Linked DNA regions of Macaca mulatta: region 1 is linked to region 2. Evidence: chromatin contacts called from public Hi-C data. All regions are on one chromosome and are shown on one strand. Each heading gives the region's core, a stretch centred on a gene start, on an enhancer-like site or on the middle of the called end of the contact. The rest is flanking DNA. Distances are from core to core; before and after follow the strand shown.

The links. A called contact is a pair of places that touch in the nucleus more often than the background predicts.
Region 1: a Hi-C map of liver shows a contact between it and region 2, with 5 times the contacts expected there. The contact joins the promoter of KIF16B here to the promoter of SNRPB2 in region 2. A contact is called at or near these places in 2 of 14 Hi-C or Micro-C datasets (cortical neurons and liver).

Annotation. Positions count from the first base shown.
Region 1 is chr10:67,426,507-67,434,144 of T2T-MMU8v2.0, reverse strand. It overlaps KIF16B (kinesin family member 16B), which reads right to left and starts at 3,856. Exons shown (of 25, transcript XM_077951180.1): 1 at 3,628-3,856. The coding sequence starts at 3,674.
Region 2 is chr10:67,264,913-67,271,912 of T2T-MMU8v2.0, reverse strand. It overlaps SNRPB2 (small nuclear ribonucleoprotein polypeptide B2), which reads left to right and starts at 2,723. Exons shown (of 7, transcript NM_001260894.1): 1 at 2,723-2,819; 2 at 4,432-4,533; 3 at 4,929-5,101. The coding sequence starts at 4,470.

The DNA of each region.
Region 1 (7,638 bases), core at 2,607-5,106, 160 kb before region 2:
CAATAATAGTCTCTACATGCCAAGATGTCTGCAAAGATTAAACTGGATTTTGTACCTGGAGCTGGGACCAGAGAGTCTGGCACAGAGTCAAGTCTCAATAAAAGTGGCTACTACTTTGCCTACGCAACAGAATCACTTCCGCATTAGAAATGAGTATTATTGCCACATAATTGAAAGCTACAAGGCAATAAAAATAATCTCATCACATCTTAGCCTGAATCAAGCACTCACATTCCTTACAACGCTGACTGATTACTGCAAAGGCCCCTAGTTTAGAAACTCAGTCAAACTCAACACTCCACCACCAGCAGTCCTTACTTTCCAATAACTCTGGGACTTGTTTCTCTGTAGGTTGCTTTCCCTTTGCCTGAGGCTCCACTACTCTAAAGATTACCATTAAAAAAATTATTAACAACTTCCTTCAATCCTCCTCACAACCAACTGAAACTTCTCCAGTGCCAATGAATTTTGTAGGTGACTTTTTAAAATTACCTAAATAAGCATTGCTGGGTCAATAATTAATTCTAAGTATTAATTATAAAACTACGCATGAGAAAAAAACAAACAGTAAAAAGAAAAAAATGCCTTTCACCTTTGCCAAATGGATTCATCATCAGTCCTCCTCTTTAGAGGTATCAGTGTTAGGTTTCTTATAAACCATTACATACAGATGAACCTGTGGGGGTGTGTGTGTGTGTATGTGTGTGTACATTTGTTAGCACACACATACACACAACTTTACTCCACTGTGGATATCTTGCTTTTCTCAATCCTCTACCTTGGAACTCTTTTAAGATCAACACCCTCTTTCTAAGAGTTGCATAACGTTCCACCAAATGATTTAGGCCGTAACTTAACAAATTTCCCAGTTTTGTATATTAAGGTCATTTATGATTTTTTGTTATAAACAATGATGCAAAAATCATCATCTTTACACATAGATCTTTGTACGCAGAAATATAATCCATATAATAAAAATTAGAAATTAGAAAAACTAGAAACTGTCAGATCAAAGAGTTTATAGATTTCCAATTTTTTTAAGGGAAGCATTTTTTGCGTAAGTATAAAGATTTCTAATCTTGACAGCTACTGTCAAATTTCCCAATATGAAAGTTTCAGATGTTTTGATCCTTTATGCTTCTGTGACCAATGCAGAGGTGTCTGTTTCATCACTCCTCTACCAGCAATTGATGCTCAGTTAACATTTATCAATCTCGCTGGCTAAAAAATGGCATTTTATCACTATTATAGCATGCATGTCTTTCCTTATAAATTAGGTCAAGTATATTCAGTTGCCAATTTATATATCTCTTTCCACTCACTGCCAACTTCTGAATCATTGACTCTCCTTGAAAGTACTGTTGGGAAGGTTATCAAGTAGCCTTGTCTTTGAGACCAAGGACACCATCTTATTCTCATCATCCTGGCAATATTTGACACTAACCACCACCACCTCCTTCAGGATGCTCTTCTCCCTTTCCTGCCATGACTATTTGCTGTGCTGGTTCTCCTCTATGGACTGCAAGTCAATCTTCTCCCTGAAATCCTAAAGAGGGGGATATCCCAATGTCCAATCCCTGGCTCCCTTTTCTTCTCACGTAACATCCTTAAATTGTGGTTTATGTGCAAAAGATTTCCAAATGTCGATCCTCAAATCACCTGAGACCTAACCCCGCGTTTTCAGCTTTCTGCTGGACACCTCTAGCAGAGGGATGGATGTCCTTCCCACACTTCAGATAATGAACAAGGTCAACATGCATGAAACACTTGCTCTGTGCTTGTACTTGACACGTATTGCATCTCATGTAACTCTCCACATCCAAGAGAGAACACACCAACTTCATTGTCCACCTTCCTCAATCTTTACTCACCTTCCTCAGCATCAAACCTCAGTTAATGATTCTACACTCGCATCTTTCCCCCTTCTTCCCATCCAGTGAGCTGCCAAATCCTGCCAATTCTGCCAGTGAATGGTCTTCGTGTAACTATCCTGCCTTCCCATTTCACCTCTGGCTCAGACTGCTGATCCCCTGCCTCTTACCTCAATCTTGACACCACCAGAGTTCTCTACTGAGAATATAAATAACATCACGTGAACCTGCCTCCTCAAAGCCCAAGGCCTCTGGACTTATTTCCTGCCATCCCTCCATGTCCCTGGGCTCCAGGCCTACACTGGCAAGGCACTGAACTCACAGTTCCTGTCCCAGCAGGCCCAATATTTCACAAGACTCATGCCAGTACATAATCCCTCTCTCACCAGATCACGGGCTCACCAGGTCTCATTCCCCTTGTACCCCAGAAAGCACCCAGCACAATGCTATGTGTTTGGTAGGTGCTTAACAAATACTTTCTAAAGTTACACAACACAATTTGCTAGCATATGCTCATATTATTCCAAAGGAGAAAAAGAACTTCCATATACATGAAAATCCATAATAAAGAAAAATCTTTGTGAAGTTTATCTTCTATGATTGAATGTACACAGAAACATAAATATTCCCTTAGAGCAAAAAAGTCAAACTCTTACTCTAAACCGCTTTAGAAATAACTCAAAAGTCACAAAAAGCAGACTCTAAAAACATTGGGTTTTAATTATTACAAACCAAAATAATGATTTCCTACTTGCCAAGAGAAGAAACAGATTCAGATGAGTCAAATAAGGTTCCGGAAATCTTTTGATTTTATGGTCTTCAGATGCCCCAATCAGGCGTCAGAACTACCAAACATTAACCTCCACAAGTTGATATGACAAAAGCAAAAAAGGCCTATGTTAAGTCAAATATCCACCAACTTGGCAGAGAAGTCAATAAAATCAAATAGCTCTGTGTGAACCTCGCCTATCACCTTTGAGGACACATCCCATTTAGGTCTACTTCATTCTTTAAAGTCAAACCAATTTAAAAAGTAACTTTTCCAAAGAATCTTTCTAAACTGATTAAAAGAGGTCATTGAAAAGGGAGCACACACTATTTTTCAGTGAATGAAGATAAGGATTCTGAAAAGCATTACTTTGTAGAAATACATAACAAGATTAAATTTTGTGTGTAACACTCTTCCTCTCAATATCAGAATATTTCAAACACGTGTAAAGCGTCCTTGACTTTTTTCTAGGAGTCAGGACTTTGTCAGAGTTGTCTCTGACATAAAGTTAGGGACTGCTAAGTTATGGATTAGACATTCACGGAATCAAAATCATCTCTAACTGAAAGATTAAAAAGTAGCATGGTTAATTGTTAAGAGAACTTCTGAGTTGGTAGAAATGAGGGGTTCGCCTGACAGCTCGTGGTGCCCCCGTCAGCACTCTCACCATCCCCCCAACTATTTTACATCTTCATGGTAATGTTCCCTTGATGCTTTTTTAAAGGGGGAACAGGAAAAGCTCAAGTTAATAGGGTGGAGAGAGTTAATAGAATCTTCTCCTTTACCACCAGGGTCCTCTCCAGGGCAATGTGAACGGGACAGCAGTGCACGAAGTCCTCCAGGCCCCCAGAGGCCACAGCTTGGGCCCGGTGGGCCAGGACCAGCCGGTGACACTTTTAAGTCCAGGCTGGCTTTGGGGGAGCTGGAAACAGGCTTCCTCTGGGTGGGCGCGCGACAAGGGGGCGGGGCGCGGGCGGCCCCACTCACCTGCGATTCATGGGCCGGACCCTCACGGCCACCTTGACCGATGCCATCGCTCATCCCGACCCAGCCCGCGCGGGGTCCCACCAGCCCAGAACTCCGCGGTCGCCGGCGACGCTGGCGACTCAGATCCCGGCTCCCGCCCACTTCCCTCTCGCCCCCGCCCCTCCGCTCCCGGCCGGACCTGGAGTTCCGCGGCGGCCCCACCTGCCAGGCCACTGAGCATGCCCAGAGCGGCTCCGGCCCGCGTGATCCGTGCGCCACGGTTTGGCGACGGCCGGGCGGCGCGGAGGGGCGGGGCCGCGGGGCCTGGGCGCCGCCTCCGGGACCCCCTAGTCTGGAAGGGCCACGTTGTGGACCGTGGCGCAGAGGTTATGGAGGGCGACCAGGGACGGATGGTTTCAGGAAAACTAGAACCCACCCTTACAGCCTGAAAAACTGGAGAGAAGAGGATCGCAGCAATTTAAAGCCAGCGGCAAGGATCACAGTCCTGGGGTCAGATGACCAAAGCCAGTTTTTCAGCCCTTAGCAAGGACCTGGCTTCACCCAGTCAAGCATGAGTTAACTCATCCATTTTACCCTCGAACAAACTGAGTCGCAGAGATGATCGCAGCTTGTTAGTGGCGAACTCCGCTAGGGCCTTCTCTGCTACCCTAAGGAGCTCCAAGCGGTTAATAGGGTGTTGGATGTTTTAAATGTGTGCGGGAATGTCGTTATATTGGCTAGAATCAAACCCTTATTTGAACTCGTTTTGCACTTTTGTTACACTTTAGTAATTTTTAGTTTTAATCATAAGGGAGTTAAAGGCGAAGACAACTGGTATCTTTTTTTTTTTTTTTTTTTTTTTGAGACAGTCTTGCTCTGTCACCCAGTCTGGAATGTAATAGTGCGATCTCGGCTCACTGCAACGTCCACCTCCCGGGTTCAAGCGATTCTCCTACCTCACCCTCCCGAGTAGCTGGGACTACAGGCATGTGCCACTACGCCCGGCTGATTTTTGTATTTTTAGTAGAGACGGGGTTTCACCATGTTGGCCAGGTTGGTCTCGAATTCCTGACCTCAAATGATCCGCCCGCCTCAGCCTCCCAAAGTGCTGGGATTACAGGCGTGAGCCACCGCGCCAGGCCGACAACTGGTATCCTAAGGCTTAGAGCCTCTGGTAGAAGTGAGCTCCACCTCCTTTCCTGTGTAGAAAGTAAATGCATTCATTCACTGAATCGAGCATGCATGAAATCGTTTACACACACCCAGAAGCCCACCTGTGAGCCACAGGAGCAGCCCCTCCAAGAAGCCAAGCTATAATGGGAGACTCAAGCAATGGAGGCGGAGCTCCTGTTTTTAAGTCCTAGCTCCAACACTAGCCTTGTCAGCCATCCATTTTGAATTACTGGGCGCCTCTGAGGCTTCTTGCCTCATCTGCAAATCAGGAACAACGGCATAGAGTTGGTGAACGCATCAAGTGGGATGATGTATGCAAATACGCAACCCACTTACACAAAGAATTATCTTCCCATAACCTTCCCTGGATCCCTAGGGCCAGCAGGGATCATAGCATCCCTTTGTTTCTAGAGCGCGGAAATCACTGGGTTTTCCCTGTCTGGAGCAGAGCTGGGTGCGAATTTGACCAAGGGTGGCAGGAACACCCGGAGCAGGATATTAAGGAGCTGGCGAGCGGGCCAAGCATGCGCAGTAGCGGGGGGTTGGTTTGAGAAGCCGCCAGGGAGCCAGCGCGGCGCCCTAGCTGCGGGTGGCAGGGGAGGGGCCCGCCTTATATGGGAGCTGCGTGGGGACAAACTGTGCGGGCCCAACGCGCGGAGCCGAGAGACTTCCACTCCTGCTCCGGGTCACTCCGGCCACTTGGGGGGCGTCGGCGCGCAGACGCTGGCCAGTTCAGTATTCAAACTTTTCAGGAGGAGTGCTAGCTTACTCATGACAGCGATTTTCTGTATCGGGGTTTCACTGGTCGGTAGTTTAGCAGGTTTTGCTCATTCATTCGTTAATGTAATTCCAACAACCTACATGTGTTTATAAGCCCCCTGTCCATCCACGACTTTGCCGTCTGACACAAAACGGACCATCGCCCACCGGCAGACGCTTTAGACAACAAACAGCATGCCTGGAGCTTTTCAATAGGAGGCAGTAAGGCTTGATCATCGCAGACGATATGGAACGGGGACTTTCTTAGCAGAAAACATTTCTATTAGAGCGTGAAGGAAGTTTCTGAAAGGGAAGATTATTATAAGATAAGGGGTTTGCTCATCTTCTCAAACTTTAGTGTGCCTACTTTGAAGTGCTTTGCAAACTTGAATGTTTAAAGGAATCACCTGGCGGTCTTGTGCAACTGCGGCTTCTTATGGGCAGGTCGGAGGGGAAGCCTGAGACGTGGCATTTCCAGCACGTTCGGGGAGTAAAGATGCTGCCCGCTGCCACCCTCCCTGCAAGGAGGCAGGGGATAGATGACCTCTACGCAAACTGTGAAAGCTTAAAATACTGATAGTGAAAAACAGTTACAGAAGCTCTAGGCCGGGCACGGTGGCTCATGCCTGTAATCCCAACACTTCGGGAGGCCAAGGAGGATGGATTGCCAGAACTCAGGAGTTCGAGACCAGCCTGGGCAACACGGTAAAACCCTGTCTCTACGACAAAACAAAACAAACAAAAAACAAGCCACTCATGGTGGCGTATGCTTGTAGTCCCAGCTACTCAGGAGGCTGAGGTGGGACAATCGCTTGAGCATGGGAGGCGGAGGTCGCAGTGAGCCAAGATGGCACCGCTGTACTCCAACCTGAGGGACAGAGACCCAGTCTCAAAAAAAAAAAAAAAAAAAAAAAAAAAAAAAAAAAAAAAACTCTAAATCCGGGGCCCAAAAGGTCAGTAATAGAATTTAGGGATCCATATCAGTCATGTACTGATGCATAAAAATAATTGCTAAAAATGTGGAGGCTTAAAACAAAAACCAGTTATTATTTCTCTCAATTCTGTGGGTTGCTGGTGTCACCTGTGCTTTGTGGCTGGGGTCTAGGCTCAGCTGGGGTGAGGAAAGGTTGATGCATTTTGCTTTTTCATCCTCAAAAAGTTTAGACCAGTTTCCAGGTTTCTGGCGGCAGCGAGACACGCCTCCAGGAGAGCAAGCCCTACGCACAAGCCTTTGTTGAACTTCCACTGACCAAAGGCAGTCACATGGCCACGCCCAGTCAATGTAGGAGGGGCCCCCCAAAGAAGGGGTGGGTACTCAGGCGAGTCACTAAATAACAAACCTACCTTAATATCACATTTCTTTCTAACATTTTGATAGTTATAGTTCAGTATAATTGATTTTCCTTGTAATCCCGTGTATTTTAATTTATGCATTTTAAAATGTTATTCTGAAAATGTTACTCTCACCAAACAACCCAAAGGGTCCACAGCATAAAAAAGGTTTAAGAATCTATGATTTTAAAATTCAATTGGATGAATAAAAGACATTTTTATTTTTATTTTGTGTGTGTATGTATATATATATATACTTTTTTTTTTTTTTTTTTTTGGAGACAGAGTTTTGCTCTTGTTGCCCGGGCTGGAATGCAGTGGTGCGATCTCGGCTCACTGCAACCTCCACCTTCCGGTTTCAAGCGATTCTCCCACCACCAAGTGCCCACCACCAAGCCCAGCTAATTTTTGTATTTTTATTAGAGACGGGGATTTCATCATGTTGGACAGGCTGATCTCGAACTCCTGACCTCGTGATCCGCCTGCCTCTCCCTCCCAAAGTGCTGGGATTACAGGCATGAGCCACCAAGCCCGGCTGACATTTTTGTTTTGTCAGAAGGTTGAATTGTGATGGGAAGGAGAAGAGAAAATTCTGAGATCTGGATTAAAACCCAAATGGTCTCAAGATGCATATGTGAGGTGGGGGATGTGGTTGTTTAGTTTGTTTTGATGTAGTTTATTTTGGTCTTCATTTATTGACATTTTTTTCCTGATGTTTAGCAATCTCTTTTTTAAAACTTCTTTTCAAATTTTTTTTAATCTCTATTT
Region 2 (7,000 bases), core at 1,474-3,973:
AATCACCATCTAGGGAGAGAAAGAAGATACAGATGAATTGCCATACATTTTGTGGCTCTATCTAACATAAATAAGACAAAATTTATCCACCAGTTTTATGATGCATTTTCCTTTATACATGGCTCCTCAAAACTACTGCAGCAGGATACCAAAAACATTTAATGAGAAATATAAAACAGGTGCAGATAAGGTAGAAAATATATGTGTATTCGGAGTCACTAAGAGACACCTCAGTTATCATCCTTACAATTTAGACATCTTGGCACAGTTTTATTCCCTACTGTTTGTAGTAATTTTTCTGCTACTCCGAAAATAAGCGAGTTTTATCATCTGCAGATGCATGACACTTGGATAGGGTGGTTATGGCACTGCCTTCTTGTTTCTCTCGATTAAAAAAAACCTGTTTCACAGGAAAGTAAATCATGATGCCTAACCCAAATATGAAAGAACAGACTGAGCAGAACTAACAAAACTCATTTGCCCTTCTAGTTTTAAAAAATGTGAGTTTTGGACATCTGATTCCTGATCTGACCCTCAAGAAGTGGATCTGGTTATAAAGTGATGATGTTTTACAGTACATGTGACCATAGTTTAGCTGCTATAATATCCTTAATATAGTTATATAACCAGGCTATGCAAGGTTTCTCACAAAACCAGAAAAGCTACTCGATCCCTATCATTCCCTTCCTGCACTGTTTTCAATTACTGGCTTCTCAGATCATTCAGGAAACCACTGAGAATCATTAACGGGTTACTGGAATGCACAGAGTGACTTCCCAAGGACAGTGCACTGGCTCTTTTCAGAAGAACCTGGAAAAGTGCATGCAGACCATTGCAGCTGAGTTGGCAATGGATGATTTGCTTCTCACAGTGTAATGTACAATAGCTGTAATTTAATTGTTAATAGAACATGATATGCAGTCTGTCTTCAGGCCTCTGTGTTTCCTGTGGTATTTTCTTCTAGGTTGGAGTGTCTTTGCATAATCACATCTTATTCTCTTTTAACAGTTATCAACTCTTGGCTAGATCCCCTTATATAATAAAGAGTATAGTTTATTCTCAGTAGTTTAGCCATCCTCATTATCAACAAATAGAACTAACTGTTGAGATGCTCATACTAATACGCAGAATAGCTTGTCCTTTGTTATTTAGAAATTGTTTACATTAAGTTTATATTCTCTTTTAATTTGTTAAAGATATAATTCTTTGACTGAGATAGGAATTTCTCATTTATTTCTTCTTATTTATTTATTTATTTATTTCAGAGATGAGATCTCACTGTGTTGCCCAGGATGATTTCAAACTCCTGGCCTCAACCAGTCCTATCTCAGCCTCCGCAAATGCTGGGATTACAGGTGTGAGCTACTACACTCAGCCATTTCTTGTAGTATTAGATCTATATAATAAAAGGATGTTTTTCTGTGATCCCTTAACATTTTCTACACTCATCTGCATGTTCAAAGCATATTTGTTTACTGTTGCCTAGTTTTCCATGTCAGTCATTCATTTATCCAATACATATTAATTATCAGTCACTATTCTCATTACTAAGGGTACTTGAGTGAACAGAGCAGACAAAATCCCCACCCTTAAGAAGCTTATATTATTTTCAAGTTGTTGCAACTTTAGGTGTTTTTTAAAAAATAAAAATTCCCAGCTGATAAAACTAACTTATTTGACAGCTACCTGCCTCACCAATATAACCAAGTTATAGCCAGAACTCAGAAATAACATTTTTGAGCCTCACCAATATAACCAAGTTATAGCCAGAATTCAGAAATAACATTTTTGAGCATTTATTTTGTGTCTGGTAATGTGCCAACCACTTTACATTTATTTTAGCTCATTTAATGCCTACAACAACTAGAAGGAGATACTATTAGGATCCCTATTTTACAGACGAAAAGAGTGAAGATCAGAGAGATTAGTTAAGCAGAGGGTACAAGATTAGGTTCCACTTGACTCTTAACAACCATTTCATATTCCAGGTGATGCTTTACAGACATCTGATGAATGGATGAATGAATGAAAGCATGGGAATTTTTTTGGGAATTCCCATTCAGCTTGGCATAAATACTAACTCGTTAGACTACCCTAGAAAAATCTAGACTTTTTGTGGGAAGAAAAGAGTGGGAAGGGTGGTAGGGAATTATTTTTTCGAGTGAGTTGAGGCAGATGATCTTACAGATGATTGGGTTCTACTCAGCATGGTTGCCTTATCTGGTGAGAGATGAGAATTGGGCAGACACCAGTTCTGTTTGCCCTGGGCCCTCAAACTGGGTAGCCTCTGAGATTCAAGTTCATCAGCAGAGTGTTGGAGGACAGTTCCTGCAGAGCCCCAGGAATCAGAGGAGACTTGGAGGCCGGAGGAACCGGCTATCCTAAAGGTGATTTTAAACCGGGGCAGCCAGAGCCCAAAGAAGGGCGAAACCAGGACTAACTGCCCCGTAGCATGAGAGGCAGAGCCTGTAAAATTACATAGGATTTGTAAAGGTGGAAGGCACTCTTGCGCGGGGCAAAGCTTCGCAAGGTCGTGGTAAGGGAAATGATTCACTCTTCTTCCCTATTCCCTCGCAGCATTGTCCCCACAAACCCCGTCCCTTTCCCCATTTCCATTTCCGGACTCTTCTCCTGCCCGCAGGGCATACGCACGCGCAAAGAGATTACCTACGGGCCGCCAGAGACCAGGAAGCATCGATCTGCTCTGCGCTCGGCTTGTAGACTTGTGGGCGCTCGATTGAGGAGCGTGGCAACGTTACTTCCGGTGCCTGGCTCCGTTTCCTGCTTTTGGTTCTTACGGGAGACTGCGTAGGCCTTAGGTGGGTTCGTGCACCTTTTACCTCGCTGTTTCGGTTTTCCTGGCTCCTCGGCCCTTCTCTCCCCTGTTGCAGCTGGGAGCGGACGAAGCGCGAAGCTGGGGTGGGGACGCGTTTGGCCCGGATTTGGATCTCGGAGTACCCGAGTAGGCTGGGGGCGAGGAAGAGATGGGAGACTGACTCAGGGGCCGGGCATCGCGTGGCAGCTCCCTCGGACTTCGTTAGGGGGCCTCGGGCGAAGGTGCTTGTGTCTGGAGAGGCGGGAGGCTTGCGCTTACGAAGTAAAGGATAATGTCCGTCTGCTTGTGCGAGGCGCTGACAGTTCACTGCGCTTTCAGGTGTCTTCCAGCGGTTTCCTTTTGGTAGTGGCGGGTAATTCAGGGTGCCCCTGTAACAGTCCAGCCCACGATCAAACCTCGCATGAAACCCCGCAAGAGCCTCCCCTTTGTCCCCCTACCTTCAGTTTGACCTCTGCCTCAGTCACTTCCCTTTCGTCGTCTCCTTTGTGACCCTTGCCGCTTCTCCAGATTTCGATTTAGGGGGTCCCAAGGCTTGGAGAAGCGTTATGTTTTACCTGTTACCTGCACAAGTGCAGCCCCTGCTTGTAGGCTCTTCCCTTGTCAATCATCCAATGCTATTCACGTACAGTGGATGCTCCGTAAATATTTGTGAGATAAAGAAATATGTGGGGCACACAAGGAAATCAAGCAGCTTCACAGTTTGCAAGTAAAAACCACGTTAAAAAAATGCAATAGTGTGGTGGACGAGGAAGAGAAGTGTAGAGGAGAAAGCAAGGGCTGAATTTCCAGGCTTGATGCTTATTAGCTGTGTGACCTTAGGCACGTTCCTTAACTGGTAATAGCTGTTAATAATAGCTACTTTAAGTGCTTACCGTTGATGCAAAACTGTGCTAGAACTCATTTAGTCTTCTGAGTTCGGTTGGGTAGGTTCTGTTACCATTCTCATTTTACTGATGAGGACCTGACAGATTAAGGAACTTCCCTCAGGCAAACAGCTAATAAGAAGCATAAATAGGATTTGAATTCACATATGGTTGGTACTAGAATCTGAGTTTAACGGTCATGCCACACTGTTGTCATTGAGCTCCCTTCTTTCAAGTCGGTTAGAGGTAACCTTGGAGTCCAGACAGCTTGGTGATACTGTATACAAATTAAGTAATAGGTATGGAAGGACTTTGTAAGTGCACCCAAGAAGTAGTTGGCAAACTCCATTAATGTCTAACCTTATGATTTTCACTGGATGTACATTTGCTACTTGGTCATTTTTCTTCAAATCTACATTTTAAATTATTGAGGAGGTGGAAAGAAAATATCACTTGTCATAAGTGAAAAGTAAGTGTGAAAATAAATGTGTTGAATTAAATGATGTTACTAAAATCTGGCTAGGTATTGGTGCTCCAAGTTTTGAGCATGAGAAACTCTTCTCCTTTTGTATGAAAAGGAGGGCTAGTAGGTGCTGGAGGTACACTAAAGGCTTCAGCCAAACTGACATCATCTAACAATTGGGATTGAAAGAGAAGTGAAAGGTTAATAATTCGTGTGTTGTGTCCTTATGCCACAGTCCAGTATAATTTACTCCTTCCTTTTTATAACAGATTTTTTACTGTCTCCTTCTGAAGAATTTAACACAAACATGGATATCAGACCAAATCATACAATTTATATCAACAATATGAATGACAAAATTAAAAAGGAAGGTAAGTGCTTTTAAAAATACTTGTTCACTACTAAAATGTGTTTATTTACTACTGTCTTAAAAATTGTATTGCCTCAAAACCTCTTACCTCGTCGTCTTAGTGCCTGAAATAATGGTTTATTCCATTACCTATAGGGATTTGAAGACTTTTAAAAAACAAAAATAGGTAGGAATTGACAGTGTGTACAGTCTGTTTCTACTCATAGATATAATGGTTTCATCTGACTTATAAAATTACATATAGCCAATGGGAATAGTATATGTTTTTATAAACATTAAATATATATAACTATAAATAAGTGAATGGTGGGGAGGCAACTCAATGCAGTATCATTTTATGAAGACTTTTGTCATTATCTTATTACCAATGACTTGTTTCTTTTCTAATTTGGACAGAATTGAAGAGATCCCTGTATGCCCTGTTTTCTCAATTCGGTCATGTGGTGGACATTGTGGCTTTAAAGACCATGAAGATGAGGGGGCAGGCCTTTGTCATATTTAAGGAACTGGGCTCATCCACGAATGCTTTGAGACAGTTACAAGGATTTCCATTTTATGGTAAACCAATGGTAAGCCAATTCTATTATTTCACTTTAATCAAGAAATTAATGATATTGATGGTACAGTAGATTTGTAAATATGCTTGAAACTGTGGCTGTTGCTTTCTGCTTTTAATTACGTGTGTTTGGGTTTATGTGTTTTTATAGAAAAACAATAGCAGTAGAGTTTAATTTATGACGGTTAAGATGGCTGAAAACAAAATACATTGAGATGTAGAATATTTAAAAAAATAATGGCAGTCTAGGCAATAGTCTTATCTCAAAAAGTTAGAAATTAATAATAACCTGGAAGACTTGAAAAGAAACCTGTTTGTAAACTTGTAAAACATTACAAAAGTCAGAAGCTAAAGGGGAAATTCAGTCTGAAGTTTTAGAAAATGCTATAGTGAAATACTATATGTCAGAAGCTACACAGTCTAGATGAAACAGTGATCTAAAGAAAAATGATAGGTTCAAACTCATAGGTTTTAGGAATAACAATGGAAATGAAATTGTTTGGAGAGTTTTAAACTCAGGAATGACATAATGAGATTCACATCTAGCTGCTGGATGAAGGTCGCATTGTGGGAGGGACAGAAAGGAAGTGGGAAACTCAGGAGGCCCTTGATGTAAATCAGAGATGTAGAGGATTAGATAAGGGTGACCACAGAGTGTGAAGCAAGGGATTCTCTATGTCTGAGGGAATATACCGTACCTTGGGTGTGGATTCCAAACTGCTTTTTTTCTGCGATTAGAATGTGATGTGAAGGAGTGTTGGACAAAAAACCAAAGGCCAGGGTTTAGAGGAGCTGGGTCTTCATTCTGGTTGTACTGTTAACTGGCTCTGTGCATGGGTCAGTTTTACCACCTCTGAAGTGTAAACAAAGTGGTTCTTTGGTCTAATGCAGGCATCAGCAAAAACTGTAAAGAAGTACCTAATACTTTAGGCTTTGTAGGCCATATGTGGTTTCTGTTACCTATTCTTTTATGTGCTTATGTTTTTTAACAACCCTTTAACATTATCAAAAAAAGTTCATGCAGGCCATGGGCAGGGTTTGGCTCAGACTGTGGTACAGACCACTGATCTAATCCCTTCATTTTACAGATGAATAACCAGGCACAGAAAGTTTAATTGTTCATCTAGGTTAAAGTAATATAACCAGCGGCAGCATCAGGAGTTGACAACTAATCTAACAACTAGTATTGTGATTTTTTTTTTTCCTGTATTACAGGTCAGCAAACTTTCCATAAAGGACCAGATAGTAAATATGTTACGCTTTGCAAGCCAGATAATCTGTGTTGCAACTACCACTTAACTCTGCTTTTATAGCAGGAAGAGCAGTCACAGATAAGAACAGACAGTGTTCGCTACAGACAGTAGTTTGAGGACCCCTGTTTGGTTGGTTGGTTGGTTGGTTTATTTATTTATTTATTATTATTATTTTTTTGAGACGGAGTCTTGCTCTGCCGCCCAGGCTGGAGTGCAGTGGCGCGATCTCAGCTCACTGCAAGCTCCACCTTTCGGGTTCACGCCAGTCTCCTACCTCAGCCTTCCAAGTAGCTGGGACTACAGACGCCTGCCACCATGCCTGGCTAATTTTTTGTATTTTTAGTAGAGATGGGGTTTCACCATGTTAGTCAGGATTGAGGACTGCTGTTTTATACCACGATGTTTAATTCAGGACTGAGCACCTTTTTTTCTGTTACTAGAGCAAGTTCTTCTCATCCTCTATCCAGCCCTTCTTTTCCCATCACTTCCCAGCTGACTAGACACCATTTTTGTGGAAAGGCTTATCCCAGGAAACTGTGGGATAGTATCTGTGTAATCTAATTTTTAGTAAATTGGTGTTGCCTGAAACCAGTGGGTCTCGCATGGTAGTATGAAGAAACACCATAATTGAGATCTCAGTTGGCAGTGGCACGGGGTCT